2 separate regions of the Zea mays genome follow, and region 2 is linked to region 1. Evidence: chromatin contacts called from public Hi-C data. All regions are on one chromosome and are shown on one strand. The core of a region is the stretch at or near the end of the contact, and the rest is flanking DNA. Distances in the headings are between cores, read along the strand shown.

Region 1 (6,971 bases), core at 2,213-4,712:
TATAAAAGTGTTTTTATAACTAGTAGATTTAGTTCGTTTATTTGAATTTCTTCGGAAAATTTAGATTTGAACTGCAGGTCACTCGAAACTTGGAAAACCGTGCATGCAAAAATGATATTCATGTTACTTAGCATAAGTTACGACCGATTCCAGGAGCGGACCGGAAACTTCGAGCAACATGCTCACTAAACATGGTCGTGAACTTGCCATCCACATGTTTAAAAATTGTATAAAACACAAACAAAGTCAGAAAATCCTGAAACTTGTCCACGCGTCATGATATCATATGTACAGGCTGCGATAAAAATTTTAGAATGTTTGGAGAAACTTGTGGGACACTATGTGTAGAAACCTCAGAGAACTACACATGAAATCATAGAGTTTCAATGTAGTTCTCTTAGGTTTCTACACATAGTGTCCCGCAACTTTCTCCAAACATTCTAAAATTTTTATCGCAGCCTGTACATATGATATCATGACACGTGGACAAGTTTCAGGATTTTTTGACTTTGTTTGTGTTTTATACAATTTTTAAACATGTGGATGGCAAGTTCACGGCCATGTTTAGTGAGCATGTTGCTCGAAGTTTCCGGTCTGCTCCTGGAATCGGTCGTAACTTATGCTAAGTAATATGAATATCATTTTTGCATGTACGGTTTTCCAAGTTTCGAGTGACCTGCAGTTCAAATCTAAATTTTCCGAAGAAATTCAAATAAACGAACTAAATCTACTAACGATTGAAAACTCTATTAAAATTGTCCACAAATGGTACATATAGGTCTACATAGTGTAGGAACATACCACAATAATTTTGAGAGACAAAATAAAAAAATAAAAATATACTTTGCCGAGTGTCTAGAGCTGACACTCGGCAAAGTACGCTTTGCCGAGTGCCTACTTAGTGGCACTCGGCAAAGAATCCTCTTTGCCGAGTGCCAGCAGTTGGCTCTCGGCAAAGACTGACGGCCGTCAGCTGTGGGACGGCCGCTAACGGCGCTTTGCCGAGAGTCACCTTTGCGGAGTGTTTGACCCTCGACAAACGTGTCGTTGCCGAGTGCGTCCTGTGCCGAGTGTTAAGCACTCGGTAAAGGGGATCTTTGCCGAGAGCCTACATTTACCGAGCGCGGCACTCGGCAAAGCCTTCTTTGCCGAGTGCCCGATAAAAAGTACTCGGCAAAGCCGCCGGCACTCGGCAAAGCCTGCGATTCCGGTAGTGATGGTAGGCAGATAACACAGAGAATTTGTTACTAGAACGATACAACCATGTGGCTTTCGTATCAATAACTCACTATCATAGGAAATAACACTTTCACTTCAAAGGTTTCTAATAAGAAAATAATGGGCTGGAAACTACGGCCAAGTATAAACAATGCAACTAATGTTTTACTTTCAGGTAAAAACAGATGTAAAAAACTAGTTTGTTGATGAAGTATAAACAGGCTAGTTTTGATACGTATCACAAAGTTAAATTAACAAAAAATTAGAAAGTACACCAAGTGGAAATACCCCGCTAAACTAGTTTGTTGATGAAGCAGATGCTTTCTGGGCCTCTATTGTTATCGCCTCAGCAAGGTCTGATGCCTCTCATACTCAGTTCCAAAGCACCTTACTGTCTCCAAATATGGATCTAACAAGTACCTGTAACTTCAGGTGGTCCATGTCTGGAAACATTCATCAACATGGCAATGTGCACAACATGCACTTACATGTTGTGAGAGCTTTCTACAAGATAGTCATGACCAACTTTCTCTACTCTTTTAGGACTAGTTTGGAAGCCACAAAACCGGAGGAGATTGGAGGGGCTACTCTCAAACTAGCCCTTAAAGAAGAAGAAAAAGTCGGCGGGAGAGGGAAAGACCGCTGTCCCGGTATTATATTAAGAAGAGGTCGAAACATGGTCCTGGACGAGAAAATTCCCCAATCTTGGCCCCTATCACTAGCGGGCTGTCATCGCCCACTCTGCAACGGTCTCTAGCCGGAGGGTGGCACACAAGACGTAACTCGGAAACGGACGGGTCCCAGTGAGAGAATTTTTTAACGAAGTCCGAAATTCGCCTCCGAAGGAGATCGAACTCGGACCTGGATGTGTTACTCGGAAGCCTTAACCTGAGCAATCTGTCTTACTGCGCTGATGGGGCCTGTTAGTCCTACTATTCTTGACTCAAACTCTGCCGTTAAAATGAGGTGAATCGTCACTTGCAGCGTACCCTACAATTTTAATGTTTCTGACCACAGTAGCAGAATATCTTACCACTAAAGTATGCCTTAAGCTGAGAAGGTGAATCACGTTGAGGATCAATTGTGATAAAAAGTGGTGTAATCTTCATGCCATACTTTGACTCTAGTAAAAAAAATCAAGCACCACAAACAATTATGAAGGTCATAAATTGATAGCGCACAGATGAATCCAGAAAATTTATTCATCGCAAGCCAATTATAGACTACTGTAATTTTTCCAAAGTAGCTGACACAGAGTAGGTCACAGATGTTTTTTTTTACTGTCAACGGGGGAGAGGAACCCTCACCTGAATTTTTCATTGCCTTTAGTGGCCCACATCATAATGTTTACAAGTGTTTTAGTAAAAAAAAAAAAACAAGAGCACACGAGGCCTTACATTGCCACTATTAGTTTTGCACACCAGACATCAACTACCCAACGCTCTTCAATTTTCATGCGATGCCGCCATAGAAGATTAGCCTATTTCTCCGCTTCCACAAAGCCCAGCAGCAGTGGCGGAGGACGGATAAAAATTTAGGTATGGCTCTACACAACTGGACCGTATAATATTTAGCATATAACCAATTAACTTGTAGAACAACTCGCGATATATATAAAAAAATAGAACATTGTCTAAAATAAGAATAAATCGCTACAAAACATGTAACTGTCATACCTCTGATTTTGCTATATATGTCTTGGAGACCTAGGCAATTGTATTTGCCTATCCTTCTTTTGAAATGCCTTCTTAATATTTTGAAGATCAAGCCCTTTGAACAATCCTCCAAATATATCAACTCTGCAAGTTTGTGACAAACATCAACATTCAAACAATCAAATTATTCAACAGACAAGCAGTTGTTTGCTTTGCTTACTGTTACAGCTCGGAAGGCACAGGCACACAGAGGAGGACCGCGGAAGGCACAGGCGTGGCATGGCCCGCCTGGGCGCGTGGCTGGAGGGCTGGGCGCCTGGCCGCCTGGGCACAGCAGCCGAGCAGCGAACGGCGACTCGCCGGCTCGGCACAGAAGGCCGTACAGCTGGGGCCGCTGGGCAGTGGGCAGTGGGCACAGCGGCGGACCGCGGACGGCGTCAGCGCGTGGCTGGAAGGGCGGAAGGCTGGGCACAGCGGGCAGCGGCGGAAGGCTCGGTCTCCCCTCGATGGCTCGGCGGACGGCGGAAGGCTGGGCACAGCGGGCGGCGGCTGTGTTCGTGAGGGCCAGGCGGTGAGGGTTAGGGTTAGCGCCAGGCTGCCAGCGCGAATGCGGGATATGGAAGCTGGACCGGCGCTCGGCGGACCTGTTTTTATTTTTTGGTATGGCTTGGGCCATAATAGGCCATAATGGGCCCTCCGCCCCTGCCCAGCAGCACGAAGGTATTGAAATGCAGTGCAGGCAGGCTAGGGGGCCGTGAGAAACCAAATGCCAAATGCAGCAGCGCGTGGTGCTCATGGGCTGGTGTCATTACCTGCAGTAGCGAGCACAACTGCTTGGCAAAATCGCAGCGGAACAGGACATGAGGTGTTGTCTCATCTTCTCCATGGCAGACATCACACCCGGCGTCGGGCACGATCCCCTTGACAGCCAGATTAATTCTGCAATTGATTCGTCCACGGCGCGCCAACCATCCAAAGAATTGCACTCTTGGGGGTGCGCCATTCCTCCAGATAAACTTCGCTGCATCATCCATATTGCTCTCATCCCCACACAAGATATGATAGATGGCACTTGCCTATAGCTTGTCCTCAATTGTAGCTGCAAAACACTTCCGGATATCTAGTTAGAGGTTCTATAAGCGCTTCCACCTCTAGCAGATCTTGGGCAGCTTGTGTAGTGAGCCGGGGCACAAGCATGGAAGGAAGCCCTTTGTCGACTACATCGCGCACGCTGACCTCTTGGTCTTTCATGTGGCTTAGAAGTGCAGGAAACCGTATGGCAAGTTCATCATCCCCGCACCATGCGTCATGCCAGAAGGAGGTCCCTCTCTTATCTTTTACCTGCGAGGTTGTGATAGCTCTGTATGTCGGTAGCAGCGAGCGCATCACTTCCCAATGATCACCCACCAACGCTCCCTGTGTGGCAAGACAAACCTGGCTTCGAACCCAGACCGCCCAGGAGGAGCTAGAAGCCGTGTGCAATCGGTGAAGCAGTTTCAGTAGTAAGCAAATGTTTTGGAGCGCCAGTTTCTTGACCCCAAGACCACCAGCAATCTTGCTCTGCTGAACCTCCTCCCAAGCGACCAAGCATTTTGCACCTGTAGCTTGCCCAGTACCTGACCATAGGAAGCCTCTCCTTCGCCGATCAACTTGCTTGATTGTCCCGGGGGCAAGGAGTGAGCTCATGTGGTAGATTAGTTGACTATCTAGCACAACATTCACCAGGACTAGGCGCCCCATTGAGTTGAGCAACTCAGCTTGGCATCCCGCTAGGTACTTATCCATAGGTCATAGATTTGACAATAACTGACAGAAGCCACGACTAAGTAAGCATACTAGCATAGTATTGAAAACATCATTATGAATCACTTGTCAGCAAAAGATAATAGATAATCGAAAACAGCTAAGAAAGGTTGCAGAGAAAGTGAATAAACAGTGGATATAAGCCAATTTCTGTATAAACTGAGTTTTAGCCTTCAAACTAAATATGCTAAACTAAACATAGACATACATTGAGCACATACAGAAAATCATACGCGTGTAACTACATAAGCTGATAATCACAAAATGTGTAAAAATAAATGCAGAGGGTGCTGAGAAAATTTAATACATAATCTTCCAGGAAATATGTACCTAACAGTTTAACAACATCAGCCATCTTCTGAACTTCGGCTGGACCCACATCTGGGCATGATGTATAGCCAAAGTACATCAGAGCCCAATTTCCCCGAAGCTTAGATTCAGTCACCTCATTTTTTTCTGTATCATATAGCTTAAATGGCCCTCCTATTGCAGGTCTATTGGTAGTGCATCTTTTGGGAAAACTGGTCTGTGCTGGTACTTCAGCTGAAAATACCATGATATGAAATGCAAAACAGCAACAGAGACTACAACTATTAGAAAACAAGAATCAATGTAAACCACTTGTTTGAGTTAAGCAACTATGCACCACTAAAAATTGTTTCCGTGCAGTTTCCATTCTTTTCCTCCAATAAAAACTGTACGAGCAATTTGCAAACAGCAGTAGTAATCCCAAGATGTCATGTACACCATTATCGGTACCTAGAAACAGGGGTACCCCTTGTTACAAGGGGAAGGCGCTGGGCCAGCAGAGAAGTCTCTGGTTGCGTGGAGAACAGTTCTCCACCACGCCTCATCAGCCGCCCTGGGGTCGCCACGTGGCGAAGGGAAGAGACGTGCTCCAGATACACGCAGTAGGTCTGGACCTACTCGGTGGAAGGCACCGGACCCCGCGTGTGACGGGTGGACCTCCGAGATGGGTCCCGGATCCCTCCGAGTGGGGTCCGGACTAATCACCACCGGGTCCCGGAATTCTGGGGCAGGGAATACCCGGACCCTGCCCTGGAAGGGGTCCGGGGACGACATGTGTCCAGACCTAGCCTGGTGCGAACCCGACCACGCAACGTCCCTATTCCCTGGTCAGGCGGAGGCCTGGTGCAGTCAAGCGGCCTACTATGCATGACGTAAGCGTACGGGACGGGCCTGACGTAAAGCCGCTGGGCCACGCTGCCCTTGCATTTATTGTGGAAAGGACGCGCCGTCTGACTACCTCGCTGACAGGAGATGTGCCCCCTTCAGCATTAAATGCGCCCTGTCCACCCAACTGACAGGGCGGCGCCCAAGCCATCCTACAGGCGGCATGTCTGGCTATTCCCGTTGGCCAACAGTACACCTACGTCGTGGCATGCGCCGCACCCACCATAACTTGCGCGTTACCGAGGGTGCTACAGCAAGATATCAATACTGAACGCACTGCGATATCATGACGCACGGAGATTACACAAGCTGGGCAAGCAGTAGCTCCATCCTTCCATTTGTTGTTGGGCCCACGTATCGGAGCTCAGTACCTTTGTGCATGCCCCCCTTCAGCTATAAAAGGGGAGGCATGCGGCGTTACAAGGGGATCCAATCTTAGGCTCACTTAGTCACTCACAAGTTCATACAAGCTCTCAAGCAATACATCACACAATGGAGTAGGGTGTTACGCTCCGGCGGCCCGAACCACTCTAAATCCTTGTGTGTTCTTGTGTTCATCCCATTTTTCCGACTAACAAGCAAAACGCTTAGGCCCCTCCTCATCTCAGGATTTAGGGCGGGTGCACTCCGCCACCCGGCCGGAGATTTCCTCTCCGACATTTGGCGCGCCAGGTAGGGGGCTAGGCATTAGTTTTTGCTTGTTTTCCTGTTCGACACTATGGTCCATATCGCTGAGCATCGTGACGAGACTTCTGAAGACTTCCCCATGGAGGAAAAAGCCACATCTTCTACGCCATAGAGCTCTGGCCACCCGGCGCTTGGTGTCGCAGCCGTGCGCCCCGGACTCCATCAGGGGTTGCTCCCGCCGGAGCGCTCTCTGCGGCCAGAGAGTTGTTGCGCCACCCGCCAAGCCCTACGGCCTCGCCAGGGGCTATGAGGCAGTGGCGTGATGACATGGATCGCCTCCTTAGCATGGCGCACACTGGCTCGGTCAGGCCCAAACCTCGATCGTCCCGGCGCCAGTACGAGGCATCAGCCTCGGAGCGCTCGCTCTCGGTAAGGGCTGCCTCGACTGAAGATCTGCGAACGGAGCTCAACCGC
Region 2 (7,119 bases), core at 1,880-4,379, 320 kb after region 1:
ACCCCCTACTGCAAGCGCACCCGACCTAGGCGCGGGACGAACACGAAGGCCGCGAGATTCCCACCTCTCTCACGCCGGACTCCGGCCGCCTCGCTCTCTCCCCCCTTTGTGCTCGCCCACGCGCTCGACCCATCTGGGCTGGGGCACGCGGCACTCACTCGTCGGCCTGAGGGACCCCTGGTCTCGAAACGCCGACAAAGCCCTTGATGATACAAGATATGACCATGGCATCATTATGTGGATAATACTTGAGTTGCAGGTCCACTTGAGATAAGATAATTGGGACGTGGGACCATTTGGATTTGATGTAGGGCCCCAGGACCCCAACATTATTGCACCCTTCTTTGAGCTTCCTTCCTATCTCTTGTTGCTTGGTTTGAAGCTTGATCCTCCCATAATGGGGAGAATAAGTTTCCTTAAGCTTGCCGACAAAGTACCGAAGCTTGTCATGGTCTCCATCAAGGTCGTGAATTCACCGGAGGTGGGCACCAATGTTGGTCACTTGTTTTTGACTCCTGAACAAAATCAGAAACAACGCAACACGAATGAATTAATCTTTTCCTCACCCTCCAATTAACTCTTTTTAAATAGGTTAATTAAAGGGAGAAGGTTAAAGATATATAGATAAGAGTTGAATCACAGATGAAGAAATTAAAAGACCAAAATGTTCTGGATAACTCATCTTGAAAACATTTTTATTATTCTTATTATTATTAAATAATGATTACAACCATACATTCGACTTTATAGAGAACAACGTAAAAGGCAAAAGGAGCAAATGCAAGCTTCGTAGGTAGAGCGACTCAATTCTCTCCCTCCTGAAAAACGTCGTCTCGTGCATGGCACTCTACCTCTATTTATAATGTTGAACTAGAGTACAATTTCGTACGAAATTGCATTTATGTCCTCAACCCTATACAAATAAACTACAAGATTAACTGAGGGTGTTGTCGTCTGTTTCTTCATAGTCGTGTTGAGCAAGCTTTGAAGTTTTCATTCTTTGTTTTTGTTGGCACATTTATACTGCAGAGCCGAACCTTTTTGCTTCGTCTTCGCTTGCACGTCACTCCTAAACGAAGGTAATCTTCACCAACCCCTCTGTTATACTTGAAACAAACTTTGGAACATTTGATAAACCAATGTTTTGATTTTGATGGCCTTAGATGAAAGCAGGCTGAACAAGTTCTACACAAGAAAAAAGGTAGAGCATGATTTTAGAAAAAAATGAAACTAGTTTTATATTTTTCTAAGCTAAAATAATTTTGATATTTATTCTAGAAAAAAATGCGTGGTTATTGTTTTAAAATAAAGGTGTTTCTATACTCGTTTATAGAGTGTAAGTGACCTCTGCAAGGTATCACGAAAATTCAATTTATCTTTCTCTGGCTGACTTATTAGCGCTACATAGGAGTGTTGGCCATGTAAGAAAAAAAAAACGTTATCAAAACGGCTCAGAGAGGTTAATTGAACGTTTCAACGGTTAGAGGAGTCTAAGAAAACGATTCTCTAATTGAGAAGTATAAATTAAATCAAACGGACTTTTTTCGGGAAGGCTTCGTAAGTCGGCGCTTGGTGTGACCGCAGATGGTGATATATTAGGTATCAGAGGTAGGACTAGAATTTATGGCAGACCAAAAAGATCACATGATAGCTATGACTTACTAGTTTGCTAAGTCCGTCGATCGTCGGGGACATGTCATATCGTTGCGACGAGCGAGATCTAGCTTGTCGGGCGGAGGTTATATCGTTGCGACGAGCGAGATCTAGCTTGTCGAGCGGATCAACGTCACAATGAAAACAGGACAAGGGACAGAGTTGGCGGTGTCGCATCGGGAATGGGTCGGCGACGAAAACAGGGTAGCGAGCAAACTGGTTTAGGTGATGTCGAAAAGATTAGGATCGGACTGGTAGATGCAAGGACTGGACTGAGAAGATCTGACAAGTAGGCTCATTACAGGGTTGTTCTAGGCCATGTTCTAAACCTATAAAGAAAATTGTTAACTGGTTTTAGCTAGGTTGGGGCATCTAATAACTAATACTTATTTGAGGAGTATAGCCAATAATTAGTTGATTCATTCTAAACCTTTCAGCTAATTTTAGTGACTAACTATTAGTTTTAGAGGTTTAGAACAAGACTTTATACCAGGGGCGAAGCCAGACAACGAAGTTATTGGGGTCACTTTCACTAGATAACAATATATTTGTATAGTATTTTCCAAATTTTATAGGGGTCAGCTGACCCCAACAAATGCCCCCGGCACCGCCCCTGCTTTATACTATCTAAAATTTTGATTTTTTTTTCTACGCTTAACACTAAATAATCATTAGATATAAAAAGATGCGCAAAATTGAGGGGTCATGACCCACTTTGCCTCCCTTTAGATCCGCCTCTAATTAGATCATCTTCAACAACTAATATTTCTGCTCCTAGTTTCTTTATATATTAGAATCCTTCTAAAAGTCTAAATCCCTAAAAAAACACCGAACTCTAACAGCTCCTTAAATATACCCAATTAGAAGAGCAGTCAGCCAATCAAAAACGACAGCACAAGCATCGGCCTCGCACGCACACATGTATCTGCAACACGGACGCGAGCACGCTCTAGAACGTGGGAGTGTGAAAAAAAAACTAGATAGAGGCAGCGGTGGCTCGACCCTAAATTTATATTGCTAGTCTCTAGTTTTGGGGCATCAAAAAAATTGGGAGCACATACATATTAGGAGCGGTTGAACTAGTATTTTTTCATCTTTTATGTCTAAACTATAGTTTTGGAAGTTAATTAGAAGATGTCGAAGATGCTCTTAATTTGCATGGGCTTAGATAGTCAGCACAAACTTTGTGCAAGTTGGGCCAGGCCCATAACGTGTTCGGAAGGCCGAAGTCGACACAATAACGGCACTGGACAGTGTATTCTGACGAGTGGCAGCTAGTAGATAGGCTGGTGGCCGCCGATGGAAACGGAAGCCACGTTCCTCCGGACTGAATATTTTGAGTTTCTATAGACACGTCACTGGTGCTCCGGGACACGCGGAAGCGGAAGCGAAGCAGGCCAAGTCCGGCGAGCTGACTTCACCCCTAGTTGTAGCTGTACTATGCCTCTATCTGTGTGGAACTGCTGTATGGATGATTGTCTCTGTCTTTGACAGCTGGCCCGGTCCCTAAAATCCATCGAAATCCTCCGATTTCCGAAGACGAGACGGATATGCGGTGTGCCAATGTCAAATCTCTGATAGCATTGGTCAATTGACTCGTCCTGAATGCCTCCTCCTAACCTTTGGATCAACAATGGAGGGCGGGGAACGCACGCGTTGCAATTGCAATTGCAACATCCGAACGCGTCGGCGAGCTAGGCGAGCAGATGAACCCCGGTCACTGTTCCCAACATCTCCATCGACGAACATTTCCACGAAAATCTCGCTGCTCTCGCGAAAAAAGGACGCCACCCGCCCTTGCTTGCTCTCCAGTTTGCACCCTGGAGGCAGGTGCAGGGGCGCTCCTCGCCAGCGGGCAGTCAACCGCCCGCGTCGGCCATGGCGGAGGCGGGGAGGCGGACGCTTGCGCTGGTGAACCTGGCGGCCATCATGGAGCGCGCCGACGAGGCGCTGCTGCCCGCGGTGTACCGGGAGGTGGGCGCAGCGCTGGGCGCCACGCCCGTGGCACTCGGCGCGCTCACGCTCTACCGCTCAGCCGTGCAGGCCGCCTGCTACCCGCTGGCCGCCTACGCCGCCGTGCGCTACAACCGCGCCCACGTAGTCGCCGTTGGGGCCGTTCTCTGGGCCGCCGCCACCTTCCTCGTCGCCGTCTCAGACACCTTTGCCCAGGTCCGTTCCCTAGAAAATCCCTGCTTTATCCGGCGGCGTGTTTTCTTTTTTCTCTTTTGGCGTGGGATCTCTTGCCACGAATTTGGTAGGCCACCAGTCCAATTGTGCTCAGCTTTGGATCTGATCATAGAACTATGGTGCGGATTCCAGCGGTATATGCTTCGGTTCACTGCTTTGGTTCATCCGCCGAATAATTCTGTGCTTTGTGCTTTCGCTGTCCAGGATTTACTGGCCAAAAAGATAACGAAGGTTCACTTTAGTTCCCGGTGCGGCTTTGTGCATTACCTTTGAGATGCTATAGCAAACCAAGTTTAGATCAAGATCACCGAAGAAAAAAGTCAACACGGTTTTTTTTTTGCTGTTATTTTTCCGGAGGAGTCAGAATTATTACTTAAATTCAGTTAAAATTTGCAAGTAATGCATTCAATGTGGCTTTATCGAAACATACGAGGAAAGTATAACTGCCATATTCATGGCTGTTAATGGTTGATTTATGTACATAATTATCTGATAACCATGAAATTGGTGTTTTCCTTTTTAAAAAAATGTGTTTTATTTCTTCTCATTTCAAGTTTTGAAGTGGCAACTTTCTCTGTATTTTTCTCCTGGATATAAAACTGTTTTAACTTTCGACCTGTTGTACTCTAATCTGGTTGAATCTCCACGAAATGTCATTGTTCACAACCAAAATTGATTTTGAAGTTCGAAAAAACCTTGAATTTAGTTTGCTTGACATTTTACCGCATCAATTTGCACGCGGTGAAATTTAACTTAAAATAAAGTTTCTATTAGCCCTCAACAGAACAACAGTTCTTTTTTGTATATCTGAGTAAAAGAGTAAAAGATGAGAAGATGTGTGCATGAAAAATGCCTTTTTTTTTAGCAGGTAGCGATAGCTAGATGTTTGAATGGTATTGGCCTAGCACTTGTCACCCCGGCGATCCAATCTCTGGTGGCAGATTGCTCTGATGACAACACTCGAGGCGCCGCATTTGGATGGCTTCAACTTACGGGAAACATTGGTTCAATTATTGGTGGTTTGTTTTCCCTGATGCTTGCACCCACCACAGTCATGGGTATTGCCGGCTGGCGTGTTGCATTTCACATTGTTGCTGTTATAAGCGTTGTAGTCGGTGTGTTGGTTGGCCTATTTGCAGTGGACCCTCATTTCCTCCATGTTGAAAGTGGCGAGCAGCTGTTACGCAAGTCTGCATGGGCAGAGATGAAGGATTTGGTGAGAGAAGCCAAGGCTGTTGTGAAGATCTCATCGTTTCAGATCATTGTGGCTCAGGGTGTCACAGGCTCGTTTCCATGGTCTGCCCTGGCCTTTGCCCCAATGTGGCTGGAGTTGATGGGGTTTACGCACAACAGAACTGGGCTCCTGATGGTAACATTTGCATTGGCAAGCTCACTTGGAGGGCTGTTAGGTGGAAAGATGGGGGATCACTTTGCTACTCGCTTCCCGAATTCCGGCCGAATAGTCCTGTCGCAGATAAGCTCAGCTTCTGCTATTCCGTTGGCTGCTCTGTTGCTTTTGGGGCTCCCTGATAACTCTTCTGGTTCCTTGCATGGACTTGTCATGTTTATCATGGGTCTGAGCATCTCCTGGAATGGTCCTGCAACTAACAAGCAAGTATATTTTCACCTTTTATTTGTTTCATTCGTTTCTGCATTAGTACTTCACTGATCAGGGCATAAAATGTATTTTATGACATGCAAGAGTAGCTCTATGAAATTCTTGAGTGCTGGCAATAATGATTCTATCTAATGTGCAGCCCGATATTTGCTGAGATTGTACCTGAGAGGTCAAGGACAAGCATCTATGCATTGGACCGTTCTTTAGAGTCAGTTCTAGCTTCATTCGCTCCACCAGTTGTTGGGTTTCTAGCCGAGCATGTCTATGGGTACAATCCCGTCCCCTACGGAGCTGCAGATAACAATGTTGGCAGGGATAAATCAAATGCTGGCGCCCTAGCCAAAGCTCTGTACACGTCGATCGCCATCCCTATGCTGCTGTGCTGCTTCATCTACTCCCTGTTGTACCGGACGTACCCACGAGACAGGGAGAGGGCAAGGATGGACTCTCTGATCACTCCAGAGCTCCAGCAGATTGAACTGGAAAGATGTCATGGGCAAGCGGATTATTATTCTGGAAGGAAGGACAAGGACGGCTCTACTGTCTTCGATATGGATTACAGAGGAATCGACGCCTATGATGACGAGAAGGGATTAATCGATCAGCAGGCTAAGCAGAGCGGCAATGTCAAGTGGCACAGGAGTCATTCACAGAATTTGTGACGTTTTTGCCAAAGTATCAGTGCTCTCGGATCTGTACAGAAAACGTGAGTGAGAGTGAGTTACCTCTCGAAGGACGATTACATAGGGTTGTTTAGATAGACTCAGAAGCATCAGAACAATTCGGTTATGTTCAGCATTATATATATATATATATATATATAATAATAGTATAAGACTTTTGGAGGAATATGGAGGTGAATATATATTTGTATTTGATCAGACCGACGAGGCTACTATACAAATTATGTAATCAGTAAAACAAAAATATAAACTGCCCGTCTAGCTCAGTTGGTAGAGCGCAAGGCTCTTAACCTTGTGGTCGTGGGTTCGAGCCCCACGGTGGGCGTTATTTTTGTTCACTGTGTGCTCTTCAATCAATGATCAGAGTTTATATATATTTTGCCAAACGGCCAGAAAGCCCGACACTAATCAGACAACCAACAATGGGTCCGTTTCTGGTCACCAAACTTTTGCTTCTCAGTCTGATTTTGTCGTAATGTAACTATATTATGTGAAAATCGGCTAAATTAACATAAATGTATAATCCATCGAATCGTCATGATAAGAGGAATTCGCTGCTTTCTAAACTCTAAACCTTACGGACCTCTTTATGTTACTTTGCACGTAAGTTCCATAACATCTATTCTCGTGACAACTAAATTATACACGAATCTAGGTTCTTAGAAAAACTCTTCAGAAAAAATTACCATATAGGCCTATAGAGTAGGCTTATAGTGAATGATTATGAGACAACTGGAACGGCACGATGAACAAAACAAACTATAGTGAATGGTCATTATCAGGGTATACCTTTTCGTTTTAACTTATTTTTTTGTAAGGCGTGGAAAAAAATCCAACAAATTTCGTTGAATTTCGCTATTTCTGATCGAGATGGTATTTCAAACTTTCTGAAAACAAATTTCGTTTTTCTCAGTCGGAAAATGCTGTTTCTCGGTGAAGTTTCTTGTTTGTGGACCAAAAAGAACCGAGTAGGTGTGA

The links. Hi-C and Micro-C count contacts between places; a contact is called where the count stands out from the background.
Region 2: a Hi-C map of ear shows a contact between it and region 1, with 2.6 times the contacts expected there. The contact joins the promoter of LOC100285582 here to the promoter of LOC100501835 in region 1. A contact is called at or near these places in 2 of 25 Hi-C or Micro-C datasets (ear and tassel).

Annotation. Positions count from the first base shown.
Region 1 is chr7:105,127,346-105,134,316 of Zm-B73-REFERENCE-NAM-5.0, forward strand. LOC100501835 reads right to left here and starts at 3,463. Exons shown (of 7, transcript NM_001196486.1): 1 at 3,094-3,463; 2 at 2,895-3,017; 3 at 2,616-2,772; 4 at 2,252-2,341. The coding sequence starts at 2,327.
Region 2 is chr7:105,447,539-105,454,657 of Zm-B73-REFERENCE-NAM-5.0, forward strand. LOC100285582 (carbohydrate transporter/ sugar porter/ transporter) reads left to right here and starts at 3,130. Exons shown (of 3, transcript NM_001413640.1): 1 at 3,130-3,822; 2 at 4,709-5,455; 3 at 5,598-6,523. The coding sequence starts at 3,532. The coding sequence ends at 5,612. TRNAK-CUU (transfer RNA lysine (anticodon CUU)) reads left to right here and starts at 6,394; the gene lies at 6,394-6,466.